Linked DNA regions of Mus musculus: region 1 is linked to region 2. A link is a contact called in public HiChIP or PLAC-seq data. All regions are on one chromosome and are shown on one strand. The core of a region is the stretch at or near the end of the contact, and the rest is flanking DNA. Distances in the headings are between cores, read along the strand shown. Region 1 holds the start of Epha2 (Eph receptor A2). Region 2 holds the start of C630004L07Rik (RIKEN cDNA C630004L07 gene).

Region 1 (4,779 bases), core at 1,467-3,966, 56 kb before region 2:
CTCCCAGGGATTCACCATAAGGCTGAGTTAGATGGGGGTACCCCATAACTTCTCCGTCCTCTAAGAGATCCTGGGGGCAGGGAATCTGCCACCATAATGTCACCCTTGTGGGCTGTATTACTTTAAAGCTTTCCCATAATGCAATACCCCCCTTGCCACCTCCCTGCTAACCTCATCCCTCTTTAGCCAAGATCAGCTTACACCTAAAAAGGGGGGGAAGACCGGAGACTCTGGATACAAACGAGCAAGGGACAGGGAGGAGGACAAGGCCCTTGCTGAACTGAGAAACCCAGCCTTCTCCTGCCACTCTAACTCCCACCCATCCCAGTGACTCTAGAGTCAGTGACAAGCAGTTCTGGCTGGATGAAACAGCTAGATGTGTGGGCAGACCCTCTGTGCAGAGGGCCCTGGCTGACCAATATTGGGCCTCTCTCACCCTCTCTGTAAGGAAGGACAGGGCAGTGAGGTGGGCCAGCAGGTAAAGGCGCTTTGTCTGCTGTCACTTGTGAGTTCCATCCCAGAACTCACATGGTAGAAGGAGAGAGAACCAAGTCCTCCCGCAAGTTTGAGCTCCACACTTGTGCATTGGCTTTCACACACACACACACACACACACACACACACACACACACACACACACACACACACACACACAAGAAAAAAGTCAAGGGCACTGCAGGAGGTAAGTTCAGCAGCTGTCGAGGACCTAACCGATTCCCCTGGTTTTCGGAACCCAGCAGAAAACAGAAGAGGAGGCTGCACAGCTGTGTCAAGGCTGGAGAGGACACGGATCATATCTGTCCTCAACTCCCCCTAGGGAAGTGCAACCAACTAGGTCACGACCCCACTCCCAACACACACATCCCAACCCCTCACACAGACACAGTGTTCCTGAGGAGTGCGGAGCTTAGACAAGAATTTTCCACAACCACGAGCGATATGCACCCTTTTTTCTCCTCGATCCCATGCAGAACGGGATTAATCGCAAAGGCTGGGGCGAGGCTGACAGATGCACCCAGAGGCACAAGTACAAGATTGTTTGAGGCTTCCCTGGTGGGGGCTCGGGGCGGTGGTCAGGAGCCCCGGGGCGGGGGTCAGGAGCCCGCACAGCAAAGCAAGCAGACGTCTAATCCTCAACTCCGTGGCAGCCCAGGAAGGCCTCTAGCAGTCCCAGCTGTCTTTCCCTGCTCCCCAACCACAGTACCCAGGAAGAGGGAGCCACAAGCTGGATCAGGGAGGGGAGTTAGGATCTCAGAATCCCTGCCCTGTTCACACCTTGGCAAAAGCAACTTTGGCCCTTCCTCGAGACAGGGCCAGGATCTAACACCCCGTTTACCCCTAACTCTCCACCCTTCAAGAGCTCCAGTCTGGCCTTTTACCCTCCCAACGTGGAAGGCGAAAAGAATAAGGAAACTTCTCACCCCAAAGGGTTCCTCTGCGCTTCACCCCCCGACCCCTAGCTGGAGTCGGCAGAAGACTTGCTATGCCCAAAAGCAGAGAAAAGTTTTTGCTGTGGGAAACGGAAGCCAGCTAGCTCCGGCTGGGTAGACAGGAAGATCCTCGGCCAAGGGCAGGGCAGGAATTCCCACCCTCTCGGAGACCCTAGCTGAGGGACAACGCCCCCAAGCACACCCCCGGCTGCGGCCTTGAGCAAAGGCAACCTGTGCGGGCCCCCTCACCTTGCGTGGCTCCAAGACGCTGGGGCGGGGGCAGGTGATTCACTCCCCCACCTCCAGGTGCCTGGGCTCCCCGTGGCCCCGAGATGACGGCTCCACACCGCGGGAAGCCGCAACCCCACCTGCCGCATTTCCTCCTTCTGAGTCACCCCTTGCTCAGAACACTTGACTTTGGGACTTCCTGTACTCGCTCCCAGCCCTTAACCTGTCTCCCGAACCTGGGAGGGCAGCTTGGGAAGGAGGGAAGGTGTGAGTGGCCGGGGCTGACCCCAGGCGCTCCCAATGCTGGCCCAAAGGACCCCAGTGAAAAATCGGATGGGGCGTAGAGAGACTCTTTTGCTTGGTGCAGGGCACCGAGAGGACCCCTCCCCAAAAAGCAGGGCCTGCATCCAAATGCCTTCCGCGAGAAATCGGGGCAGATGATGAGTTAAGTGAACTCGGGTTACTAAGAGGCTGATCGCCGGGAAAACCCTACTGAGCGTCCTTTCCTCTGAGGGACCGAGAGCGCCCTGCGGGGGTCCCGCTCCAGAAGCCGCCACAGGGCTGAAACCGCGTGGCGGGCGCCGCGTCCCCCTTCCCGCGGCCTCCGAGCCCTGCGCGCCCCAGCCGAGATCCCTTAGTTCCAGAGAACCTAGGATCTCAGGGTATGGATCCCCAAGATCGTTCCGGACCGCAGCCCGCGCGCTCTGCCTAACCTTGCGCACTGAGACCCAGCAGCCATAAGTCAGTTTCCAAAGGTGCGTCCCAGAGAGGAGGCTGGGGCGCCCGGGGTCCCATGTCCCGGAGTCCCTGCTAGGCTGCGGCCACCGACCGCGTAGACACTCACCTTCCTTTCCCTGTGCCGCCGCGGCCGCCAGCGCGCAACCCCACAGCAGCGCCAGGCAGAAACCGACTGCCCGGAGCTCCATGCCGCACCCCTCGCTCCCCGCGATCCCTGCTGTCCGCACGCCGGTCTCGGTGCCCCAATCCTGCCCGCCCGCCGACAGAGACAACTTCTACCCTCCTGCTCCAAGTCCTTAATGGAAGTTGGGTGAGAACCCGCTCCTGTTCATTCATGCCCTGCGCTGACGTCACCGAAACCACGCCCTCAGGAATGTCTTTAAAGGGGCCGGACTGACACCCTGACTAGAGGGCGGGGAAGCCAGAGGGAAGTTGGGGTTGGGGGGGAGGTCAGGAATTTGGGGAGGATTGAGGGGGCCAGTGCGTGGGCCTTCGTGTGCAAACCTTGAGGAGATTTCTCATTTCAAAGCGCCACCAGGGTTAGTGTCCAAATATGTGGAATGAATTTGTGCCTACTCTCCCCTTTTGCCCTTGGGCTTCAAGATGTGAATTGTAAATCTGAGAAGTAGAAGCTTCCGTAGCAAAGGGCCTCAAAAAACCAAAAAATAGAAAAAGAAAAAGAACAAGAACAAGAACTCCTGATAACACACACACACACACACACACACACACACAAACACACATACACACTTGCTCCTGAGTCCCCCAGAAGATATGCCACACCCAGGAAGGTCCTCTAAGCTGTGTACCAAGAGTAGTGCCTCTGGGAACATGTCAGACATGCAGGTGTCTTCACTTTAGAGTGGAGGGCTTAAGATAAGGTTCCAAGGTACCCTAGGATACCCAAAGGCTGCACAACTCAACAGTCACAGACAAGTCACAGGACTTGAAGCTGGGCCCTGACCTGCTTTAACCACTTCCATTTGGGGACCCAGCACACACCCTCATGGGTAACTCTTGACCTCTGCCTCTGAACTCCAACAGAACACCCTTGTCCCCTGATCCCTGGGTGACAGAATGAGATTACGTTTTGATACCTTGGGGATGTCTGCCTCCTACCCACCCTTCCTCTGCCAAGGTTCCTCAAATCTGAGTTCATCTCTTCTCTTGGCGTCTAGAGTCAGTGAAACAAACGGATGTGAAGTGAACCAGGCAGCCAGTCCAGTCACCCACAACTGCCTGTTGCTCTGTTACCATTTGGCCAGTGGAAAGGGAACAGCTGTAGCAGGCTTGGTTCTCCGTGGACCTTTCTGCCCACCTCCTAGTCCCTGGCCTTCCTCTCTGTGACTCCCCAGTCCCTGGTCATCCTGGCCCATATTATACAACTCTGGTACCAGGTGCTCCTCCTGGGGTCCTACCCACCAGCTTGGCCTTGGCGCCTGTTTCTGAGAAACGGGTTCAGACATTTCCCCTGGAGGGGGAGAGAAAGGGTTAATTATAGGTGTTGGGGTTAATTAAAGCCTTTGATCAGGGATGGATGATGGGAGAGAAGGCTATGTCTTCTGAGAAGGAGAGTGGCTGGACATGTATGTGTGAGCATGTTTGGATGAAGTACCGGAGCATCTGAGCTGGGTCATAAGGGTTAGTGTATGGGAATCCGTGAGCGACTTGTGTGTTATATCGAGCGTGGACGTGTTGATGTGTATGCAAGTGTGTGCTCCAGTGTGAGAGGACCTGTGTGTACCTGAGTGTGCCACAGGCCTCTCAGCAGCGGGGAGCACAGAGGAGGGGGCAGCAGTCAAAGTCTGGACAAATCAGTCTGCTCCTCTGAGCCTCCCCGTGCTCCCTGGGGACACTAGGGACCTACTTGGAAAAAGCCCGCTGTGAAGATCAAATAAGGTCGCGCATGGAAACCGCACAGACTGGGACTCAGACCCTCGAGTCAAATCTCAGCTGTTATTACGGTTACATGCGGTTCAACAAGAGGAAATCACATCTGGGGAGGCAGGGACTGTGGTGTGCCAAGCAAGGTCCTGCGGACAGGCACGTGCACGTGTATCGAGATGAGTGGAACATGTGTGCAGTGTACACATGGTATGGGTAAGTGTTCTGTTGGATACGCTAGGCTGGGGACCTTGTGGTTTGTGTTGATTTCCTGTCAGTTCCTTTTGTTTTGTTTTGACTTTTTTTTCTTGGTATGTGTGTGTTTGTTGGGTGCCTATGAGGCCAGAAGACTGCATGGGATCCCCTGGAGTTGGAGTTACAGGCAGACAGTGATGAGCCACCGATGTATGTACTTGAAACTGAATTCAAGTTCACCAAAGAACAGGAAACACTCTCAGCTACTGAGCCCTCTCCCCAGCCCCTGGATCTGACTGTTGAC
Region 2 (4,796 bases), core at 1,380-3,879:
CCCAACCCGAGCCCCAAGAGAGAGGTGGGTACCTGGGTTCCACCAGACCACCGTGGACCTCGTTTAGATCGACGGGTCCTGGAAGCGACACACTGTCCGCCCTTGTCTCGGCTCTTCGGGATTCCCTCACGGGCAGTTTCCCTACAGAAAACAAGAGCTGGGGTTGGGCGATACAGAGAACAACACGGAGCACCTGGCTGATCACCCGAAGACCTTAACACGGGTGGGTAGGCTGTGCCCTGCCTGCCTAGTTCAGGCTACTCTCAGAGCCCGGAGAATAGCTGGTACCTTCCCGGATGGCTCCAGCACCTGAGCCCGAGGTCAGAACCCTGGTGGCAGTGCTGCGCCCCAAGCGCAGAGAGGAATGCAGCCTAGTCATCAGCTCTGAGGCCGAGAAACGCCTTCGCTCCGGTGCCTCAAGGCCCCCTCTGGCGTTCCCAGAAAGCTCCTGGGGCCCGGGCTCTAGAGCACACAGAGCCTGCTCTTGCGCAGCCTGGCCAGTCTCCAGAAGGCCCGTAGGGGTCTCGGTGCCGGTGGCCTCTTCGTTATGATACACCTGCATCTTGCGCCCTAAGGGTGAGGATAAAATAACACCTGTCACCCCCTGTAGTCTGCCCCATCTTCCTCCTTGTGGCGGCATGACCCTGAACATCAAAATAAGGTCCCCAGGGCAATGAGATCATCGCAAGAGCTTTACATAGAGACTAGAGGGCCTGACAAGGGAACAGGGAAATAGGGGCTGCCAGGCTAGTTATGTAATCCTGACAAGTCACTTGGGCTCTATGAGCCATCTTTCCCTTGTCCCTAAAACTTGCCCTGCCTTTTGGGGCATTCCGGAGTTTAAAGGGTTCAAAAAGAGCCACCAAGTCCCTCCCCTGGCTGCCCCTCCCCCCCCCCATCGTGACTCACAGGCTGACTTCTCTGAGCCACTGTGGCTGGCCCTGCGTTGGGGCTGCATGTGCTGAGAACTCCACGGTTCCACCAGAGTTGGGGGCTGGGCACCAGGACAGTGAGGCCAGCTGCCAGCCCTGCCGGGTCTCATTCCTCCACTGGTGGAGGCGATATGGGTATCTGGGCCTCCTGGGGACGTCGGCCATAACAGTCCTTGGAGAGGGGCAGGGGTTGCCAGGGACCAGCGGCTACCGGGAGCTTGCAGCTCCTCTGGAGCAATGGGAAAGAGATCCACACACAGTCGGCTCGGAGGCAGCTCCACGAAGGACAGGCTCTCCTGCTGGCACACAGCTACTGGGCGACGGGCGGTGCCAGGTGGTCCAGCCAAGTGAGGCTGGAGGGTTGCAGGTGGCCCACAGTCCATTCCTTCTTTACTCTGTCACCCTCCTGGGCCTGCAGGAGAGAAGGTGTCAGACCCAGATATAGTACGACAGGGAGGGACAGTGAGCCACCATGTCCTGGAGGCCCGCACAGACCCTCATGCACACATGTGCACAGGACACAGATACACTCACATGTCTGTTTAATAAACGCCAGTAGGAATCACCAGCACTTAGCAGATGAGGAAGCACCCACATAGCATCTCATTTAATCTCCATCGACTGACTTAAGGAACTGACGCCTGTAGGTGAGAGAGCCAAATGGCAGAGCCAGGATTCTCACACAGGTGTCACGGCTTCCAAAGCTGCGTTCTTAGCCACCTAGGAAATTCTCTCACATGTGGACATGTGACCAGACATACAGATAACATACACTGTCACACGAATTCATGCTCCAGCACACAGACCCACATTTTCTTCTGGCAAACATAGTTTCACAGATAACTTGAAACATGTCAAACTCCAGTACCCGGTATACAGTCACCAGTCACATCCTTTTTGTTTTTTTTGGTTTGGTTTAGTTTGTTACACAAGCTTAGATTTTTCTCTTACTCTCTCTCTCTCTCTCTCTCTCTCTCGCTCTCTCTCTCTCTCTCTCTCACACACACACACACACACACACACACACAAGTTCCAGGCATGTACGCACATTCCAGGATGCAGATACACACAGCCCCCAATGTCTCATTCTGAAGTTATCCAACCCCTTCCATACCCAGACTTGAGGCCCTTCACGCTGAGTGATGCCTACAGCCTTGCCAAGCTGGCTGGGAGGGTCACAGACTGGCAGGAGGGCCACCACCCAGATTAGTCCCTCCCAGGAAAGAGCAGAGAGATGCCCAATCCCCAGTTTGGGGTGACTGAGGGGTTTATCCCCATTCCAGCTCCCAGACACTGGATCAAGCCAGGCAGAATGGGCCGTTTCTGGGCAGGACGCCATCCCTGGGCAGTGTGCCAGCACCCCAGGGCGGGATGGTGAGCCCAGTGGTCCAAGACCCTCAAACCTCTGCCCTGGGCCCTCTGTGGCCTCTCTCTTGCCCCTCACCTCTTCAGCTGAAGCTGCTGCCGCCTGCCTGCTCCGGCAGGGAAGCCCTGTCTCTGCCCAGCTGGCTGGGGGAGATCCCACCCAGACAAAGAGTTTGATTCATCAAACCCTGTGGTGAGGCAAAGAGAGGGAGGGAGCAGGCAGCGGGCTGGGGCTGGGCGGGGGCCTACACTTGCCTGGTTGCGCTGTGGGCAGTCTGGGCAGCGAGGACCCCTGCAGAGGCCCCTTGGCCAAAGGGGCAGTGCCCAGTCTGGCAGAAATAAGAGGGAGACCCAGAGAAATGGCGGCCTTAGAGACAACAGCTCAGGAACTGGCTCTGGAGACTCTGAAGAAGAGAAACCACAGAGGGTGAGACCCTTGAGGCCCCGGGGACAGGCTGAGGCTGAGACACCTCAAATCTCAGACTGGTCCAGATTCCCAGGCAGATGAGAAGTCCCGAAAACAAACAAACAAACAAACACAGGGAGACTGACTGGGGTGAAGAAATAATAGCTCAGTGGGGTTGCCTGGTGGAAGAGCCGAAACAAAAGCTGTTAGAATCTGAGTTGGCATGAAGCAAACCACAGGCACTAACACAGAAGGGGGCTGGGCCCAGTCCAGTCTCAGTATGCCAGGAAGGCTTCCTGGAGGAGATCCCAGCTTACTGTTGCAAGGTTCAAACCCTCAAGGACTCAGTACAAAAAGATGGAGCATTGACCCCAGGCCGGAACCAGCAACATCAGGGTGCGTCTGGTATATGAGAGTTGGGGCTCCCCACTGTACCCCAGCTTCTTCTCTCAGTTTGGGGGGGATTGAGGGAGAGGCTGGCTGTTTCTCAGGGGCTCTCTCCCAAAAAACTGCTGTACCTCACTCCCTTGTTTAGCCCTTGTCCCTTAGGTCTATAAGTACTAATCTGGGTAGCTCACTCAACCTAAAGTAGGAGAGTTGGTACCCACTTCCTGATGCTAATACAAGAATTAACAGCAATGCCTCAGGTACAGGGCACTGTGAGCCTTGTCTCTGGTAGGCGGTCCCCTGAGTGTCATCTCACTTTTTGGTGGAGGATGCCTTGGGCCAGCAGCCAGTAGTAGGAGCAAGCAGAAGGGGGGCAGAGTCAGCTCCTGTCCAGCACACAGGTCTCTTTTAGGTGTAAGTGCATACTCGGGCCTAGAATCCCCCCTCCACGCCCCCCGGAGAACAACTCCTGTCCACCATGATTTATGAAGTTAAATAAGCAAAACATCAGATCTTAAGGCAGAAGCATCTTCAGACCTCAGAGGAGAAGGCTGAAGGAGGAGCTAAGGGCTTTCAGGAAGACAGGATAAAGAGATGTGTCAGGGGTGGGCAAGCTGGTCTGCTTCCACAGTGCTCAGGCCTGGAAAGGTCATGGCTAGACAGGGGTTCCAAGCCAAGCAGAGTGTCAGGAAGAGGACATGGGAGTTGCCTGTCAAGCTGGGGCGCCAGCCCAGTAGCTTCTCAGGATGCAGACCACCCAACGCTGATGTTAGTGATTTAGGTCCAGAGCTGGGTTTAATACTGGGTAGCACTTCTCTGATGATAATATAAAAATGAAAGTCTCAGGGACTTCAGGTGGCTGGGTACCCAGATGTGACCCCAGGACACACTAGAGCTCTTGAAGCAAGGATCCCTCTGGAAACCAGGGTTTGAGGTCCTGTGTTGACACTGACCAAGCCCATCCTCAGGCCTTGGTATCCTCATGTGACAGGTGACCCTCAGGTCCCCCTTTATGAAACCTGTTTCATAGGTGTCTCTGCAGGCTGAGAAGGATCGGCAGAGGCCAAGGGATGGTCTCTACTAGTTAGAGAGGGTAACCAGCCTGCCTAGCAAGTTGCCAGAGCATCCCTAGGCACTGCTGTTGTCTGGGACAGCACCTCTGGCCCTGGTACCCAGCCCTCCCTCCCTCCCTGCTCCATGCCCTTTGGCTGCCTGCTCAGAGGAACAGACCCTGCCAGATTCCCTTGTTCCTTAAGGGACAAAACCTAGTTGGAGGTCATGGCCAGAAAGGGGGTTCCAAGCCAAGCAAAGTCCCAGGAAGGCAAGAATGGACTGAAGCCAGAAACAGCAGGCAGACAGCACAAAGGACTCCCTCGGGATACAGGAAGGGGAGGACGGTTGCTGACCCAGGGCCCTACCTCAGCCGGGGAGCTCCTCCGTCAAGCTGCTGGTACAGTCCAGGGCTCCAGGCCACCCTGGGGGCAATGGGGTTGTAGCCAAGTCCTCAGAGGACCATGTCAGCATGGCTCCAAGGCCGGGCAATGTAAGCTCCTGGGTATTGTGTGGGGCAGGGAGGGGGGAGGCGAGGGGGAGGGAGCCTTGCAGAGGCAGGCGGCTGTCTCAACGTGCCTGCTCCCCGCCCCCCTTCCCCAGAACCGGTTTGGCCAGTCAGGTACAAGAGGGGGCTGGAACAATGGGAGCCCTAT

What was found. HiChIP or PLAC-seq counts read pairs in DNA pulled down with a chosen protein or histone mark.
Region 1: an H3K4me3 HiChIP or PLAC-seq map of embryonic stem cells shows a contact between it and region 2, with 63 read pairs. The contact joins the promoter of Epha2 here to the promoter of C630004L07Rik in region 2. A contact is called at or near these places in 8 of 39 promoter capture datasets (the 3T3-L1 cell line, 3T3-L1-derived adipocytes, the C10 cell line and 4 more), 4 of 484 Hi-C or Micro-C datasets (embryonic fibroblasts, embryonic stem cells and liver), 6 of 115 datasets of contacts at active chromatin or transcription factors (embryonic stem cells, extraembryonic endoderm stem cells, microglia and 1 more) and 3 of 9 other capture datasets (adipose tissue, liver and pancreatic islet).

The regions. Positions count from the first base shown.
Region 1 is chr4:141,299,158-141,303,936 of GRCm38.p6, reverse strand. Epha2 (Eph receptor A2) reads right to left here and starts at 2,716. Exons shown (of 17, transcript NM_010139.3): 1 at 2,503-2,716. The coding sequence starts at 2,584.
Region 2 is chr4:141,242,723-141,247,518 of GRCm38.p6, reverse strand. C630004L07Rik (RIKEN cDNA C630004L07 gene) reads left to right here and starts at 2,629. Exons shown (of 2, transcript NR_165245.1): 1 at 2,629-2,724. Arhgef19 (Rho guanine nucleotide exchange factor (GEF) 19) reads right to left here. Exons shown (of 18, transcript NM_001379647.1): 3 at 2,553-2,701; 4 at 910-1,344; 5 at 289-570; 6 at 33-141. The coding sequence starts at 1,315.